Linked DNA regions of Rattus norvegicus: region 2 is linked to region 1. The links are chromatin contacts, called in public Hi-C maps. All regions are on one chromosome and are shown on one strand. Each heading gives the region's core, a stretch centred on a gene start, on an enhancer-like site or on the middle of the called end of the contact. The rest is flanking DNA. Distances are from core to core; before and after follow the strand shown.

Region 1 (5,009 bases), core at 1,429-3,928:
GTGGGTAAGAGTTTGCATTTTTGCTTTCCTTGTTTTTCTGCTCAGAGTTTTTCATAAAATTTAACATCATAAACCTCATCTTAAAGTTCAGCTTTGTGGCATCTTAATCTCAAACTTTTTCTCCACTCAGCTCCTAAGTTCTTCCTCCCCACGGACTGCTAGTATTCCTATACTACACTAGGTAGCAATGTGTGCCACATGTTAGTTATTTCCCTGTCTAAGGACTTCTACACTGAGTCCTCCTGAATTAACACTGCATTTTCACAATTGTCACCTACAAGAACCTGGGTAAGACAAGCCCACCTTGGAGCCGCAGTGCACGCAGCAGAAAGATAATGAAGATTAGAAACTTAAAACTATAATCTCTCCGGAAAAACCAAAATCAGTATCAATTTAGTCTGCAGTTAAGAGTGCCCCGGGGACTGAAGAGATGGCTCAGTGGTTAAGAGCACTGACTGCTCTTCCAAAGGTTCTGAGTTCAATTCCCAGCAACCACATGGTGGTTCACAACCATCTGTAATGAGATCTGATGCACACTTCTAGTGTGCACATACTAAATTAATAAAACCTTTTTATTTATTTAGAGAGCACATACATAAAATAAATAAAATCTTTTAAAATTAAAAAAAAGAGTGCCCCCTGATTTTCCTGTGTGTGTGTGTGTGTTGCAGAGGGAGGTCACATGTCTGTAACTCCAGCTACAGCAGTAGACATTCTAGATTCTGTGGGCACTGGTATTCTTCACATATGCATGAGTATGTGTACTTGTGTCAAAGAAAAAATAAGTACAAAAATATGATGGGGACGGTGGCAGGAGTGGTGGCACTTTTAGACTCAGAACTTTGAAGACAAGAGGCAGGTGGATTTCTGTTAACTTCCAAGCCAGCCGAGGCTGAATACTGAAATCCTGTCTCAGATAAATAAAGAAAGAAAAAAAGAAAGAAAGGAAGAAAGAAAAAAAGAAAGACAGACAGACAGACAGACAATTTATTTGGTAGTTGACATAATTGACAGCAGTGTTCCTTCTCTCATCAGACGAAAACTCGTCTTAATATATAAGAATATATCAGTACTGTGGCCCATCCTATAATCCCAGCACTCTCAAGGAACAGACAGAAAGATGGCAAGTTGGAGACCACCCGGACACACAGTGAGACCCTGTCTCCAAAAACAGACATAAAATATGTGTATACACATATTTATAATAATACATGTATATTAAAAGAAAGAGTGCACCTATTTCACATTAAAAATTACTTAGACACTCACTGGCAATATAGAATTAAAAAAGAAAAGATATATTTACTACATTCCTGGTCAGACGTCTATCATCTCTCGTATATGCTCCTTGTTTTGGACAGTCTCTCATTTTATGTAGCCCTGGCTGTCCTGGAACTCACTTGGCAGACCAAGCTGGCCCTAACTCACAGAGGTGCACCTGCCTCTGCCTCTGCCTCTGGAGTGCTGGGATTAAAGGTGTGCGCCACCACATCCAGCTTCATATGCTTTTGATGACTGCTATCCTGAAGAGCTACTATCTACCTACATGAACCTTAGTCCAAGGCCTTTTGTTTGTATGCTGGAGAATACTTGGTCCTGCCACGACCTGTTTGTTAGCATTTTAATTTTGTTATGAAAGCACAAGAATCAAGAACGACAACAACAAAAGCCCAGCAAAACAGGAATAAACATATTACATGACAAAAGAGACATCACCCCAGTAGAACTAAGAAAAGTTATCAATAACAGCAGGACAAGGCAGTTTGATGAGTTATACCGCACCAATGAGAGGAAGTAATATTAAAGTCTCTTTCTTACAAGTTAGTTAGCAGGATGCCTACCCTGATCATCACTTGGAAGCGTTAAATATTGTGGCCCTAAGAGAACATGGGTGAAAATAATGAAAACGTGCTTATTAATCAGAGCCAAGAAAGGGGATGGTGAACGCAAAAGCCCCAGCAACTAAACCCATTTTAAAGCGACCTCGAATGCATTAGTGCCATTCTACTTGGAGGCCAGGGAAAATATATGATCAAGGGTATCGGCTGGTCTTTAAGAGCAAAAACTGTTGAAAGTAGAGCTGAGGAAAATGAATGATGGGAAACCACCTAGTATTTTTAAAAGTGAGGTGGATTACGAAGCACAACTTCAATCCAAAGAAAAGATCGTTATGGAAAGGAGGGGTGGTACTGACTGGCTTAAGCCGTAGAAAGACGGGATGGTGAGATGAAACCTCTAACTCAAGCTTTCAAGGTAAACCCCAAGAACACCGGGCAGGAGAGGAACTGGGCTTCGACATGGCCCGGGATTCCCTCACCTTGGCCTTGTAGCTGGGCAGGTTGCAGAGGATGTCCGTGCGCAGAGCCTCTTCTGCTAGGCTGCGGGCGCACAGGCTCCGCCACACCTCGCTGTTCTCATCGCCGTGGAGGCAGCGGTACCAGTGCTTGCACACCAGGGCGCAGCTCCGCAGCTCGGACAGCTCCAGGTAGGAGAACACCAACTCCAGCACCCGGCTGGGCAACCGGCCGCCGATCCCGGAGGACGCGGATCCCGCGCCGGCGCTGGCGCCGGCGCCGCCGCTGGCGCCGGCGCCGCCGCTAGCGCCGCCCGAGGCTGCCCCAGCCCCCGGGCCCGGCGCCGCCATCGCCTCACCAGCCGGCCCGAGGGCCGCCGCTGCCGTCGCTGCGCCCCGTCTCGGCGCGGGAGGCCAAGCCTCGCCTAGAGACCGGAGCAGCTCGCTCACCGCCCCTTTCAGCGACAGCCGCTCGCGCCTCCACCGCTCCCGCCCCTGCCCGGGGGCGTCCGCTGCGCGCCCCGCCTCACTGAGGGCAGATGGCGCGGGCCACTCGGGTCCCCGCCCCTCGTAGCCGCTCAGCGCGGGCGCCGGAACCACCCGCCTCGCCCTGCCTGCCCGCGACGCGCCCCGGGATCCGCCATGCGGGTTGAGGGCAAGAAGCAAGGGCGCACGCCCAGCTCGGCCGCCGCGCCTCTCAGCCCGGAAGTGACTGTTCGGTGGAGGCGCCTCGCTCCCTAAGCTTGATGGGATTGGATGCTGCGCCTGAGGTCATCACTACGCGCCACCGGGAACTGGAAGCCCAGGTATGAGGCTGTTGGCTAGTGGGATTCTGATCTGTTCTCAAGTGCGTTTTTCTGTTTTTCCTCTAATGGCCTTGAGTCGGCTTTCCTTGGCCTCTCTTCCTACGGAGTTTCCCGTTTCATTTGCTTTCTGCTCATTCTCCAACTTTGTTTACGACAAAGTTTGCTAGCCAGTTCTTAGATCCTTCATCTTCAGTTCGCTTGGATCCATTAACTTTACCTTTGGGCAGTTGGAGACCTCTTGTCGTGGTCAGGTTAGATCCATTTTACTTTATTTTTTACCTTGAGAAATTGACATCGTCTTTTCCTGGCTAGGACAGTAGGGGACTCAACAGAACATCTATACAGTATCCATTCTAAAAGTAAGGTGGCTAAATCTGAGCAACCGTCGTAAATACGCAGGTTTTTATTATATTTGATATTAAACAAGTTTGGGTAATTTCAAAGGGTCATTTGAATACCAAGTGTCACAGTCTTTTGGACAAAATATAGTGAATTCGGTTCATCTCATAGTAAAAAGATTAAGGAAATATGTGTAGTTTTTTGTTTTTTGTTTTGTAATTTGTAATCCCAACAGTGGGAGGAAAAGAACCTAGCATTATTTGAACTTCAGTTCAAGGGGAGCCAAGCCTTCCAGCTTCACGAATGACCGAGGTGTACGCATACACACGCCATACACATAAAACAAAAGAACTACAGTGTGAGCCAGGCATTGATGAGATCTTTTAATCTGACTTTTATAATTCTCAAGACTATGAAGTGATTATTGTAATAGGGCCCACAGGCTCAGTAGTCAAGTCCAGTATTGTGCAATTTTTTGTAGCAAGAAACCTTGCCTGAGATCCACCTATGTGCAATCCACTTCCTGATTTTTAGTAAAAACAAATGAACAACAACTGCTTCCCTACTGGGGTATAATTACATGCTTATGCCTTGCTAATCCCTTCCTCAAGGTGTCTTCCACCAAGTAACCCAAATTTTTGTCTATTGTGTCTAGGCTAATGTCACAGTCTTTGAGTTGTTTTGGTTGTCACTTAGTTTCTCCACATCAGGACTAACTTTAGTCCAAATCTATGAAGAAATGTTGACCCACACATTATAGTAATGGCCTCTCTCTTCATGGCTCCTGAATGTTGAACCAAATTTTGTCTGAATGACAATTGCTTTTCCTTTAAATTTTGTGGATCTGAAAAGAAAGTAAAGAACTACATACATAGAATGGTTAGATTGAAAGGCATGGGCAAAGCACCATAGTACTGAGAGTATAGACTCTAGTTACTTGGGGACCCTAGGTGAGACAGATTCAGACGGTCTTTCTTTCTCTCTCTCTTTCTCTCTCTCTCTCTCTCTCTCTCTCTCTCTCTCTCCCTCCCTCCCTCTCTCTCTCTTTCTTTATTTCTCTCTGTCATCTATCTATCTATTTCAGGCTTGTACAAATGGATAGTGGAAATTCATAAATAAAGGTATGACTGAAAAAACACTGATGGCAGAGATCATCCACTTATCAAATACTTTATCTTGTCTTAAGACGAATCTTTGAAGTATCCAATGGTATCATTCTGCTCTCTTTTGTTTTTTTTTTTGGGGGGGGGGTGGTGCTTGTTTTTTAAGACTGGATTTTTCTGTATAGCCCTAAATAATCTGGACCTTGATATGTAGACCAGACTAGCCTTGGATTCACAGCCGCCTTTGTGCTAGTATTAAAAGGCATGCCCCACTGCCCAGCTTCATTCTGTTGTGTCTTTACCCCAGTTGTTCATATGACTCTAGTGGCATGTCGTCACACAACTAGAGCCAGGATGGTTTCAAAGTGTAAGAAGATGGCCTTCATCACTCCCTTCTTGTTACAGGTCCTTCACCTGCTCTTCATGAACCTCCCCTCCCCACCTCCCCCAGGACTTTATCCATTCTAC
Region 2 (4,468 bases), core at 817-3,316, 110 kb before region 1:
ATATACAAACCAAACTGGACCTTTTAAAGAGGTGTCCTGCCAACCGAGCTGGGGTTGTAACGCCCTTCTGCTTAGTTCAGCGGGAAGCCTAATTCTTCAAGCTCCTTTCCCCGTAATTAAACCCAATTAATCAGTTTACAGCTTTGTTCAGTCTTGAATTCTTTCCCTGTTCTTTCACTTGCCCATGCCCTCATAGGCCTACTCATAGAAATTGCTATTGGCTGGATTTCGTACCTCTCCCAAGGCTTGGACTTTCATCATATCCCCTAATAACAGGAAGACGTGGATATGTTCCACAGATTAAAGTTCACTAAAGAATCAAAAAGAAAAAAGAAAGCAGGGGAACTGCAATTCCTGTGAGTAGGTGGGTGGCTTCTGACACTTCCTGCAGGTGTAGTGAACACTGATGGACAGGAAGCACCAGGGAGGCAAGAAAATTAACCATTTATTTCGGGGTTTTCTTTTCACGATTTCCACCTCGCTCTCGCTCTCGCTCTCGCTCTCGCTCTCGCTCTCGCTCTCGCTCTCGCTCTCGCTCTCGCTCTCGCTCTCGCTCTCGCTCTCGCTCTCGCTCTCGCTCTCGCTCTCGCTCTCGCTCTCTCCCTCTACCTCTATCTCTCTCTCTCTCTCTCTCTCCTCCCCCCCCCCCGCCCCTTTCTCTCTCACCCACACACCCCTCGGGCAAGCACCTCCGGCCTTGTCCATGCAGTTCCGAACATTGCCACCAGGGAGCAGGAGTGTTCCGGTGACTCTATGTCTTAACCTGCCTGGTTGAGGCTTTCCTTGAGAGCCTTCCGAAGAATTTCTAGCACTTTTAGAAACGACTTGGGAGTGGGTGACGGGTGACGTAAACAGCAGGAGACTTAGCATTTGGTGAACGTCAGAGGCGAGGCTAATCCGTGGTTAAGGGTCTTTAGAGATCATTGGAATTTATAACTTATTTCTCCATTTTCTTCAAACCCCCCTTACTAAAGGCAACATCAATGTTACTGCAACTCCTTTTCCCGGTTTATTTCACTTACTGTTTATTCATGTGATTGTGCTCACGTGTGTGAGGTACTTCCAGAGGCCCAGAAGAGGCCATACAATCACCTGGAACGGGAGATACGGTAGCTGTGAACTGACAGATAGGGCATTGGGAACTCAACCCAGTCCTCTGCTACAGCAGCGGGTGCTCCTAACCATTGAGCCGTTTCTCTAGCTCTCCACCCTTAGGGACAGTTCTGTGTATCCCAAGCTGCCCTCAACCTCACTAGGTAGCTGAAAATACCCTCCACCCTCTGATCCTCCTGTTTCCCTCTCTCTTTTTTTTTTTTTTTTTTTTTTTGGTTCTTTTTTTCCGGAGCTGGGGACCGAACCCAGGGCCTTGTGCTTCCTAGGTAAGCGCTCTACCACTGAGCTAAATCCCCAGCCCCCCTGTTTCCCTCTTTTCTGCAGGAATTGCAGACACGCAGCGCCTACGTTAATAGTTTTATTTGGTGCTGGGATGGAACCCAGGGCTTCATGCATGCTAGGCAAGTACCCTACGGAGCGAGCCACATCCCAGCCAAGGTTTATCATTTCCAATACCACCTGCCCTGTACTGAATATCAAAGAGAGGCTTAGCCACACCCACCGACCTTGACATACGTCTTCCATTGAGAAATAACTTCCACAGTGGTGTTTGCGTTGTTACAGCTTTCTTCTAAAATGCCACCAGAGTCCACTGGCTGTACGTGGGTGCATTCCTTAGATTAGATCTCTATGCTGAGCTGGCTAGATGCCCTAAACCAGTGTGTGTGCTGTAGGAGTGGTTAGCCAGGCAGGTTACACGCTTCAGAGAGCTCTGGGGCCAGCATGGTGGATGTGAGAGATTTTTTTTTCACTGGGGAAGTTGGTAGTGTCTAAGATGTGTGGCTTCTCTGGAAATACTGGGGACCACGCCCTGCCAAGCAGGGTCACAGGCCTGTCACCCACATGCTGTAGACTGAATGGTATTGAAGCCTGTTCTAGATGACCTGCAATTCACTGCTGGCTCAGAAAGACTTTTGTCTTGGCCCTAATTAAGACTTGATAGGGTGACAACCTCCTGGGGGGGGGAGGATGGGGGTTGGGAGAGTGGGCAAGAGGGTGGTACCTGGAGAGACAGAGGCCTGAGGCTTTGTGAGTCCACAAAATATGTCTTATGACGATTTTGTTAACGTATCTGATAGCAAACATTGTACACATGTGACCAAATTTGGGCAGCAGACCCTAACATAAGCAGCCAATTTGCCGCAGGCTGTTTCACAACACCTCGTTCACACAAAAATCTTCCTAATAAATGTATCTTCCAGGAGGGAGAGAGATCTTCATGGTTTAGTAAGAGGAAATAGTTCTCTTTTCTCCACTGTTTGAAGAACCATTTTCTACAACATGCTTTATAAACAAGGTGTATTCAATAACTGAATAGCCCTTTGGCAAGTTTCCCTAAGCTAGATCTTCTTAGATAATTTTTTTCCTTTCTTTCTATTTTTTTTAATTATTATTTTGTTTTTGACATAGGGTACACAGGGTGTCATTGTATAGCCTTGGCTGGCCTAAACTTGCTACATAGAATAGGCTGGTCCTGAACTCCGAGATTCACCAGCCTCTGCCTCTAAGTGCTAGATTAAGGGTGTACTCCACCATCCTGGGCCTGTTGTTGTTTTTAGTTTTTGAGACAGGATTTCACTGTGTAGTCCTGGCTAACCTGGGACTCACTAGGTAGACCATGCTGGCCACAAACTCATAGCACCTTTCTGCTTTTCAGAACTCAAGTACTGGGATGACAGGCATACGATTCACTTTTTTTTTTTTTTTTTTTTTGGTTCTTTTTTTTCGGAGCTGGGGACCGAACCCAGGGCCTTGCGCTTCCTAGGTAAGTGCTCTACCACTGAGCTAAATCCCCAGCCCCACGATTCACTTTTTGAAAAACATTTCTATCAAATATTTAAAGAATCAATGTCCCTTAAAATATAAGATAAAACTGCAAAGAAAGAGCATTTATATATTTATATACTCATCCGGGGAGGATTAGTTTTAGCCCTTTTTTTTTTCTCTAGGGTGACGTTCTTGTGGTTCCCTCCAAGTCTGTAAGCACCAGTCTCATGAACTCCTTCCTTCGCCCTATGTCCACATTTGCTTTCCTAGTCTGCTGTCTACTGTTCCAGTTCTCCACCATTGCTATCCCATAGTGCTTTTCATTGTGCGGAAGGACAAGGTGCACCTGCTTTAAATGTCTGGCCCGATTAATGTGTCACCTCACACTGTTCGGTCACCTCACACTGCGCCCCCAAAGGCAGCAGCCACTCTGAATCTGCCCACATTGTTCCCGTCTTACACATCATTGGCTTTTGCAGTGCGATCTCTGGCAGCTGACGTCTTTGCCCAACACAGGACAGTGAGACCCAGGTACCAGCATGTGCTGACACTTTACTGTTTGAGTTGCTATGTAACATCCCATTGATGGCTGTGTTACAACTTGGCCATCTTTTTTATCTGTGTCTGCCATGTGAGGTCAGGTACCCTTGGAGGCCAGAAGAGGGTACAGGGTACCTTAGAGCTGACCGTGAGCTTCCCCATGTGGTTGCTGGGTGTCAAATCTGGATCCTCTGGAAGAGCCGCCAAGTGCATTTAAAAGCGAAGTCTCTCCAGCTCCAGTGTCCAACCGAGAGTGGTGAACAGAGTTTTAAGCTGTTGCCAGTTTAGGGTTATTGTGAAGAATGTCAAATGTTCAGAGAAATGTCTTTGTCACGCTTTTGTTTTCTTGTATAGTAGAATGGGATTGTGGACTATAGGATATATACATATGTCTATGCATATTTACTGTGATGATTTGTATATGCTCAGCCCAGGGGTGGCACTATTAGAGCATGTGGCTCTGTTGGCATAGGTGTGGCCTTGCTGGAGTAGGTATGGTACTGTGGGTGTGGGCTTTAAGACCCTCATCCTAGCTGCCTGGAAGTCAGTGTTCTGCTAGCAGCCTTCGGATGAAGATGTAGAACTCTCAGCTCCTCCTGCACCATGCCTGCCTGGATGCTGCCATGTTCCTGCCTTGATGATAATGGACTGAACCTCTGAACCTGCAAGCAGCCCCAATTAAAGGTTGTCCTTATAAGAGTTGCCTTGGGGCTGGAGAGATGGCTCAGTGGTTAAGAGCACAGACTGCTCTTCCAGAGGTCCTGAGTTCAAATCCCAGCAACCACATGGTGGCTCACAACCATCTGTAATAAGGTCTGATGTCCTCTTCTGCTGTGTCTGAAGACAGCTACAGTGTACTTACATATAATAAATAAATCTTTAAAAAAAAATAAGAGTTGCCTTGGTCATGGTGTCTGTTCACAGCAGCAAAACCCTAAGACATTTGCTTTAATAGATATCATAACACTTCTACAAACTGCTTCAATTTGCCTTCCTATCAGACACTAGTGGTTCCATAACCTCAAGAAATTGGTATCACCAGAGTTTT

The links. A called contact is a pair of places that touch in the nucleus more often than the background predicts.
Region 2: a contact with region 1 is called in a Hi-C map of mammary epithelial cells, with 2.9 times the contacts expected there. The contact joins the enhancer-like site here to the promoter of Fbxo45 in region 1. A contact is called at or near these places in 4 of 12 Hi-C or Micro-C datasets (the A7r5 cell line, Schwann cells, frontal cortex and 1 more).

The regions. Positions count from the first base shown.
Region 1 is chr11:82,054,126-82,059,134 of GRCr8, reverse strand. Fbxo45 (F-box protein 45) reads right to left here and starts at 2,678. Exons shown (of 3, transcript NM_001398607.1): 1 at 2,318-2,678. The coding sequence starts at 2,644. Wdr53 (WD repeat domain 53) reads left to right here and starts at 3,091. Exons shown (of 3, transcript NM_001399296.1): 1 at 3,091-3,350.
Region 2 is chr11:82,167,694-82,172,161 of GRCr8, reverse strand. No RefSeq gene overlaps it. Among named protein-coding and RNA genes, the nearest start is that of Cep19, 22 kb to the left of the region's middle. Within about 2 kb of position 2,066, at least 10 of the 93 cell types and tissues checked have an H3K27ac peak or open chromatin away from gene starts, as enhancers often do.